2 separate regions of the Sus scrofa genome follow, and region 2 is linked to region 1. The links are chromatin contacts, called in public HiChIP or PLAC-seq maps. All regions are on one chromosome and are shown on one strand. The core of a region is the stretch at or near the end of the contact, and the rest is flanking DNA. Distances in the headings are between cores, read along the strand shown.

What was found. HiChIP or PLAC-seq counts read pairs in DNA pulled down with a chosen protein or histone mark.
Region 2: a contact with region 1 is called in an H3K27ac HiChIP or PLAC-seq map of skeletal muscle. The contact joins two enhancer-like sites. A contact is called at or near these places in 1 of 47 Hi-C or Micro-C datasets (epiblast stem cells) and 1 of 2 datasets of contacts at active chromatin or transcription factors (skeletal muscle).

The regions. Positions count from the first base shown.
Region 1 is chr3:94,576,005-94,580,088 of Sscrofa11.1, reverse strand. All of the region lies in intron 3 of PRKCE (protein kinase C epsilon type), which reads left to right. Among named protein-coding and RNA genes, the nearest start is that of PRKCE, 290 kb to the left of the region's middle. Within about 2 kb of position 1,933, at least 46 of the 83 cell types and tissues checked have an H3K27ac peak or open chromatin away from gene starts, as enhancers often do. A contact at or near this core is called in skeletal muscle, where this site is marked.
Region 2 is chr3:94,712,778-94,716,861 of Sscrofa11.1, reverse strand. The region is part of intron 2 of PRKCE (protein kinase C epsilon type); the gene reads left to right. Among named protein-coding and RNA genes, the nearest start is that of PRKCE, 150 kb to the left of the region's middle. Within about 2 kb of position 2,376, at least 1 of the 83 cell types and tissues checked has an H3K27ac peak or open chromatin away from gene starts, as enhancers often do. A contact at or near this core is called in skeletal muscle, where this site is marked.

The sequences.
Region 1 (4,084 bases), core at 684-3,183:
CTGACACCAAAGAGCACACTTGAAAACTCACTTATAGCATAGCAACCTGCTCTTTAGAACTCCCTATACTTCTGTCTCTGTCATTTTTTTTTTTTTTTTGGTCTTTTTTGCCTTTTTTAGGGCCGTACCCGCGACAGATGGAGGTTCCCAGGCTAGGGGTCTAATCGGAGCTGTAGTCGCTGGCCTACACCAGAGCCACAGCAGCACGGGATCTGAGCCACTTCTGTGACCTATACCACAGCTCACGGCAACGCCAGATCCTTAACCCACTGAGGGAGGCCAGGGATCGAACCTGCAACCTCATGATTCCTAGTCGGATTCGTTAACCACTGAGCCACTACGGGAACTCCTGTCTCTATCATTTTAGTCGTGTATTTAGTAAGTCACTTAGGTTTGTTGTTCTTCTTGTAATTATATAATTTGGATTCAATCTCATTTAACCTACTGAAATAGGAGCACAAAAAGAAAATGTTTCTATGAAAACTAAGTTGAATGTCTTGGAAAGAGTCATGGAAGGTAAATTGCTAATAAAATTGCTTTTGAATTATGCATGAGGGGAAAACAATAGAATCCTGAAAGGGGGGGGGGCAGATAATAAAGCTCTGCAAAGATTCTCGACTCATATTTGCTCATAAATATCTTTTAAGTTCTTGCTCCTCTATAAAGAAATCAAGATTAGAAATGGTAGGTAATCCATCATCTGGGAGAGACGGTGCAGAACACAAAACAGGGAGCATCCTTTTGAGAAAAGTCCTCAGCCTTGGTACTGGCCAGTAGGGGTTTGTATTTTCAGATAAGTGTTTAAAGTGTGGATGGATGCTGTCAGTTAAAATTGTTAAGAGTATATGTATTTTATTTTTGCATGAGTCTCTGCTTTTTGACTATTAACTCAGAACTGTTGCATTCATTATAGATAAGCGAGTTCAGGGGAACAAATACCTCCCCTCCCGCAGCTTCCCTTAAGCTAGGAACTCTTATGAAATATTGTTTGGTCTTAAAAATAAGAACAGTATTAATGCTTTAAAATGTGCATATTACTCCATGTTTAAACAAAATAAAAATGTTTCTCTTTTTCAAAATCTTCAAATAAAACCACAGCTCCACTGAATTTTCTGTGGTAGGAGTTTGGGGATTTAAATCACTTCTCCTAATGTAGCTGCTGGATCAGTGCCATTGGACTCCATAGTGATCTGTAACATCACCATGCCTGTGCCCGGGAGCCCTGGGGTGCAGGCTTGCCCACGCCTTTCTGTGTCTGGTGATGCTGGGTGTTGGGGCCACTGGCCTATCCTGGCGATGTGGACCTAGGTGGTATGCGTGGTGAAGATGCTGCCGCCTGTGGGTGTGGGGGACCTTCCGTTCCAGAAGCTTGGCACTGCACTGTTTGGGAGCCAGTCTGCTGTCCTGCATCTCAGGCTGGATTCTCTCCTCTGAGCAGAGCTGGCAGGCACCTAGGGCGCGCATGCCTGTCACGCCAAGGACACCATGTGACATACTGGAGAACAGTCTGTGTTGTTCCACACCCCCACTCCCAGCCCCCGCCCTCTAGGGCTCGCCTTTGGGGTGGGGGAGGGAGAGAGGGAGGCGTGTATTCATTTGTTTCCCCTCTCACCCCTTGGCAGGTTAGGTGATTATTTTCCCTTAAATTTTATTAATTCTCCTCCACCCCATCCCGCCCCCCTCCCTGGGTGTAATAACAGTAACCAGTGCCCCAGGCCACGGTGCTGGGAAAGTGCTTAGGAAGTGAGGGGAAGCCTTTTGGGCTGGCACCCACACAGTTCTGAAACACCCGGGGCAGTCGGCCTGAGTCACTGCCTCCGCGGCAGCGGGCCAAGCAAAAATCATGCTGTAGCGCTTCCCTGCTCACCGACGTCCTCCTCCTGCTCCAAAGTGGTTTCTTACTTTACCGAGAGGAAGCCCGCGGGAAGCCCAGACCAAGGTGTTGACTCGCGCGCCCCCATGTGGCCATGGTGGGCGGGCTTGGAAAATGCGACCAGGTTTTCCTTACCCCATGGACAGAGATTGCAGCCGGCAGCCTGAAGCCCCTGTACCACGTTAAAAGCAGACATTTTGCACAATCTTTGATTGTTTATTGCTATTTTTCAAAATTTGTTCCTCCATTTATTTTTATGTTTGTTTATTTATTCTTTTGGTCTTTTTGCCTTTTTCTAGGGCATCACCGGCAGCATGTGGAGGTTTCAGGCTAGGGGTCGAATCGGAGCTGTAGCTGCGGCCTACACCACAGCCACAGCAACTCGGGATCCGAGCCGCATCTATGACCTACACCATAGCCCATGGCAACGCCGGATCCTTAACCCACTGAGCAAGGCCAGGGATCAAACCCGCAACCTCATGGTTCCTAGTCAGATTCGTTAACCACTGAGCCACGACAGGAACGCCTCCTGTTCTCCATTTAAATTGGAATCGTTAATTTAATGAATATGTTGATGCTTATGGAAAATTATATGCGTTTATTATAATCACAACTGTTAGAGTATTAAGGTGAGCTTTTAAAAGATTTTAAAAATTGAAGTATAAAAAATAAAAATTGAAGCACAGTTGATTAACAGTGTTGTGTTAGTTTCGGGTGTACTATTGCTATGACTTTTAAATTTCATTTGTATTGCTATTACCAGTTAAACCTTCTAATAAGGTCTTGTTCAACCCGAATTTCAAGGTATGATTTTTGGAGTCCATAGGTTTTCTGTAGGTGTCAGGAACGGCCCCTCCCAGTTCTGGGAGACTTCTGCCAACCCACAGCCTCTTACTGTGGATGTTTTTATTGAAAGGGACAGGGACAAAAGCTATAGCTCTGCCTGTCCCTTTTACACTCTCAGGCTACGCTCCATCAGCAGGTGTTTGCTGAACACCTGCTGGGGCTGAGTTGTTAAATCTTCAGCATGGAGACCAGGGCCTGGTGTGGATATAAGGCATCTACCACTTGTATTTTGAATTCTGCAGATGCTTAGACCTTCCCGTATGGATCCTTTAGGTAGTGATCTTGAGAAAGGAGATGTGCTCCCTGAGGGATGAAGAGCGTAATCCCTTTTGGGAAGAAGAGATTCAAATTCTGTCAATTTTTAAAAACCTGCTTCTTTAAAAATTTTCCCATTGTTGGGCGTTCCTTTTGTGGTGCAGCGGAAGCAAATCCGACTAGTGACCATGAGGTTGCCAGTTTGATCCCTGGCCTTGCTCAGTGGGTTAACCATCTGACATTGTCCTGAGCTGTGGTGTAGAACGCAGATGCAGCTTGGACCCCATGTTGCTGCAGCTGTGGTGTAGGCTGGCTGCTGTAGCTCCAATTCGACCCCTTGCCTGGGAACTTCCATATGTTGTGGATGTGGCCCTAAAAAGCAAAAAAAATGCCATTGTGTGTAGCTTTGTAATGGTACTTCAATAAAAATACACCTTGGGGGGTGGTTAATAGATGGTGGTGGTGGCCTATCACAGGTGTATTCCTTGACCTACCCCCAAGGTCATCTGCAGAATACCCTGTGACCTCCTATCTCTCTCTGCCTGGGGGTGACCTAAGCCACGGCGTTATGGGGTAGGGGCTAAAAATCTGATGGCCTCCCCCTTTAGGTGGTTTGATTTTAGGAAAATTCCTCTTAGTTGTCCATCATTATTCTGATGGTAGCTGCCAGTTTTCAGCCACGTGGAGGTTGTACATTTGTAGAAGCCAGTGTGGATGTCTTGGATGAAGGGGGTGTTGGCTGGCAACTCAGTGCATCTTGTGGGTTTTTGAGAACCAGGATGAGTATTTTATTTTCCAAGAAAGGACACAACCGAGAGTAAGAGGTGATGCTATTCATGATGACGCTGAGAAAACAGGCAAAATTCAGGACCCTGTTGGGTGAACCCACGTTCTCCCTCCTACCCTATCCCTGTCCTGAATTTCCTGCATTGTTTTTATACTTGACCTCTGGGTCCCTTTTAACATCCCACCCTTCTCAGCCCCATCAGCCCTTCCAGAAACTCTTTGTTCAGTGAGCAAACCTTTTCTGGCCTCTCGTCTTCATTCTTTTCTGTGGACCTCTTCTCTTTGGCCTAAACTTTGCCTTTTCCTGATTATTTGACCATGAAT
Region 2 (4,084 bases), core at 1,127-3,626, 140 kb before region 1:
GCCCCTCATCCTTTCCTCGGGATCCCACCCTGCTAGGGTTTCCAGAGGCCACAGCACCCAGGCTGACGAGCCCTTAGGGCCGCCTGGCCTCAGGGTTCTTGGTCCTGCTGGGTGCCGGTGTGTCTCTGGGACCTTATCTTGATCAGAGCTCACACCTGGGGCTCTTGCTCGAGGCCCTTTCTGCTTCTTATCTCCTGCTTTTGACCTCTTCTCCACCGCACACCCATGCTCTGCTCTCCCTTGAACCTTGAATGCTTGAACATTCTCAGTTTACCCAGCCTTGTGCTGCTGCGGATGGTGTAGTCAGGTACTTCTAACTCACACTCCCTGGCTCCCTGGGCTTTGATTCCCTCCCCAGGGACCTCCAAACAATTGGCCCCTATGCTCCGTGCCCTTTCTCACTTCGTTGTCTGCCAACCCCACCCAGAGGGCCAGGAGCAGAGCAGAGTTGGGCAATGCCCTAGGACTCCATGCTTTTGTCCACTACAGATTTACACTTTTTTTTTTTTTTTAAGGATGACCCTCACTGAAGCATGGCAGTGTTTTAAATATTTTTCCTATTACATGCAGATAATTGCAGGCATTCAGAAAAGCTGAAAAGAATAGAAGAGGAAACATGTCATCATCTCTAAGGAATTTTCCCATCCTTTATCACCCTTCACTCTAGCCTTGCGTGCATTTCTTTGAATGCCCTTATTCTTCACACCTCTGTGCCTTTGCCCATGCTGTTCCTTGAGTGTAGAATGCCATTCCTTGCTCTACTTGTCTAACGCAGGCTAAGTCTTTGACATCTTCCCCAGGAGTCCCACCCCAATCCTTGCCCCAGATTAGTCATCCCTCTTCTATGATCACAAAATGTCCAGGTGGAGTTAGTGTAATGGGGCTGGTAACACAGACTCTGGAGCCTGGCTGCCTGGATTCAGATCCTAGCTCTTACTAGCGGGAACCTTGGGCAGTTCCTTAGCTTCCTATGATTCAGTGTCGTCTTGTCTAAACAAGGTGTTAATAATTTCTATTTCTTGGATGTAATGAGCATGAAATGAGTTAATATATGCTATGCGCTGAGGGCAATGCCTGATTCTTATGTAAGGGTTGGCTATTGCTGGTTTCTGATGAGAGCATTTAGTATTTACCAAACTGAAATTAACACTGACCTTGAACTTGAGAGGAGGCTCTGCCTTATCTTGACTTGGGCAGTCTAATTCCAGGCAAGTCAATGTAGCCTCTCTGGCCTCGGCTTTTCCATCTGCTGAATGAGATCACTACAGAATCTACTTCACTGGGGAGCTAGGGAGCTGGAGAGCTGAAATGAGGAAATAGAGGGAGCGGGCTGAAAACAGTGGCTGGTATGTCGTGGTCAATAGGCCGAGCCCTTGTTATTAGCTAGGGTGCAAATTTCTCCCAGGTCCAGGTCAAAAATGGTAGCACTGGAAAGGTCATGAGGTTTTTTAACTTTATAGATAAAGATAATAAAGTTGCTTAAAAAAGAATCAAGGTCACATAGCTCTGTTTGCTATTTTTATGAGACATCACAGCGTAGGAGACCACGTGCCTCGTGTGGGCTAAGGTGTTTCAGACAACGCACACTTGAGAGGGGGTTGAGAGCAGGCAGAGTCATGCTTTCTGTGGAGTGTGCGATATTTTCGCACTGCCTGTTATCTCCTCAGTGTTGGTGGGTATCCTCTTTGTCCCTGTAGGGAAATGTCCCCCAAGCCCACTTTAGAGGCCACTTGCAGAGTTCAAGACCCAGGTCCCCTGACGTCTTCTGCCTTATTGCTCAGTCTTCTATGAGCCAAACCCAGACCAAAGACGGCTGGATGGATGGTTGGGGGAGGAGGAGCCATGAACCCCCTTGTCCTTACTGGGGTGACCCAGCAGTCTGTGACCGGGGTGACAGTGAGGCCCCGCTTTCCCCGGACAGTCCTGGTTTACGCTTGTGGACCCAGTAAAATGGTGCATAGCACGTTCACTCTCACAAGTGTCCTTTCCAGAGCTTGGCGGCCACATCTTATTTTGTAGCCTTCCAGCAGGCTGCTTCTAGGCACACGGCTGAAATCGCTGTTCCCTTCAATTGACTCCTTGTGCAAAGCCAGTAGAGCGCGCTGATGCTCTGGAAGGTGGCGGAGCCCCTCAGAGAGACTGAAATTTAAACAGGTCCCTTTCAGAGGGTCTCACCTGCTGGGCCAGCCACCTGTTGGAAAGGACGGCTGGGTCTTCACACACTCAGGAAGGGCTGTCTTGCACTCCATTGCTTCGTGTTGTTCTAAGTCCCGTCCTTTTGACCTGTAACTGCCTTGGCACTCTTGGTGTTCGTCTTTCAGTGTCAATGCTGCCATGCCATACCTCAGTAAAGGTCGAGGGGCTCAGGTATCCAGCTGGATTTTAGCTGAAGGAGAATGCAAATTGCCAGCACAGCAAAACCCTGTGCTGGGCTTACGGAGCCCCTGGATTTGCCAAAAACCAGGAATGGAGCCTTGTTCCCATTTCTTCGTTTTATATTCCCAGGAAGAATTCTTGGGGATGCATAATGTGATAAACCCGGGAGCCAGCTCCTTGGTATCCTTGGTGAGGCCAAGATTAATGAGGTTTCCAGGGCCACCATGCTATGTTCTTTGTCCCAGCTGAATCTCAGGGAGCAGCAGAGTCATTTGTGCAAATCAAGTGCACAGCTGAAACCACTGTTGCTTTGGTGTGGGCTAAATGAGATTGTAAAAGGCAGATGGGAAATATAAAGAAAGAATTAAAGACTACAAAAGGGGAATTTACATCATGGAGCTAGGTTATAATATGAGGTAGGCTTTATTGTGTCCATAGTACAGATGTAGAAACTGAAGCTCCCAGTAGTGAACTAACTCATCTCATAAGCGGTGAAGCTGTGGTTTGAACTTGAGAGTCCACCGTCTCACCACTGAGACACACCGATTCCCCTTTAGGCTCGTACACAGGCCTGCCTCCAGCCTTACAGGACCTGGTGTAGGGGCTATCATGGATCCACATACCAGGAATCTTAATATTGAAACAAGTTCACTGTTAAATAAAACATGTTCTAGCTTCCTGGCTTGACAAATACGCTTTTCGAATGACAAAATTTAAAAAATGTGTAAAGCCACAGAGTTTTATATGATTGAAAGTTATTAGCAAAGTGTCAAGTTTAGCGTGCACATTTGGTGGGAATCTTTTCCTCCCTGATTTTCATTGTTTTGATCAGTAATTAAGTCTTGCATCTTTATTAAATCAGGAATTTGTAATATCCTAGTTCAAATCGTATGTAGGTCATGCTCAATAGAAATCGCCTTTCTTTCAGTGTTTTCAGTTTTTTAAAGTGTAACATTTCCCCTCCTTACTGATTTTTCTATTCTTTTCAATTTTTCTCTTTTCCCTGAGCTCGGCTTTCTTTTCTGTTTCTACTGTGATCTCATATTCTCAGTGATCTAAAGAGTCGCACAATAAACTGTCATTATATTCAAGGTATATAAAAATTGAATGTATTTTTAATCAAAGATAAATTGGAGTAAGTATAAAAATTTAAAAAGTAAATTGATGCTCTTCAAAATAGTTATTTTTCTTCTAAAGTATTTAAAATTATCTCATGAAATTGAAAGGCAAAATGTCAATGTAATTAATGAATATTAAATTTTAAATAAAAATCACTTAAGCCAAGCTAAACCATAACTTTTGAAAAATTAATTAAATCTTATTCGATGTTTTGATAAAGACAAAACTATTCACACTTTTCTGATTCTAATTCATCTAGTTACCAGTATACCCAGTCAATATCACTTTTTCTTGCTATATCTAGACATAAGTCTGCACACATTTAAGAGTAATATGAATCGGGAGTTCCTGTTGTGGCTTAGTGCTTAACGAATCCGATGCGGAACCATGAGGTTGTGGGTTCGATCCCTGGCCTCACTCAGTGGGTTAAGGATCCGGCGTTGCCGTGAGGTGTGGTGTAGGTCACAGACATGGCTTGGATCCCACATAGGCCAGCGGCTACAGCTCTGATTCCACCCCTAGCCTGGGAACCTCCATATGCCGTGGGAGCGGCCCAAGAAATGGCAAAAAGACAAAAAAAAAAAAAAAA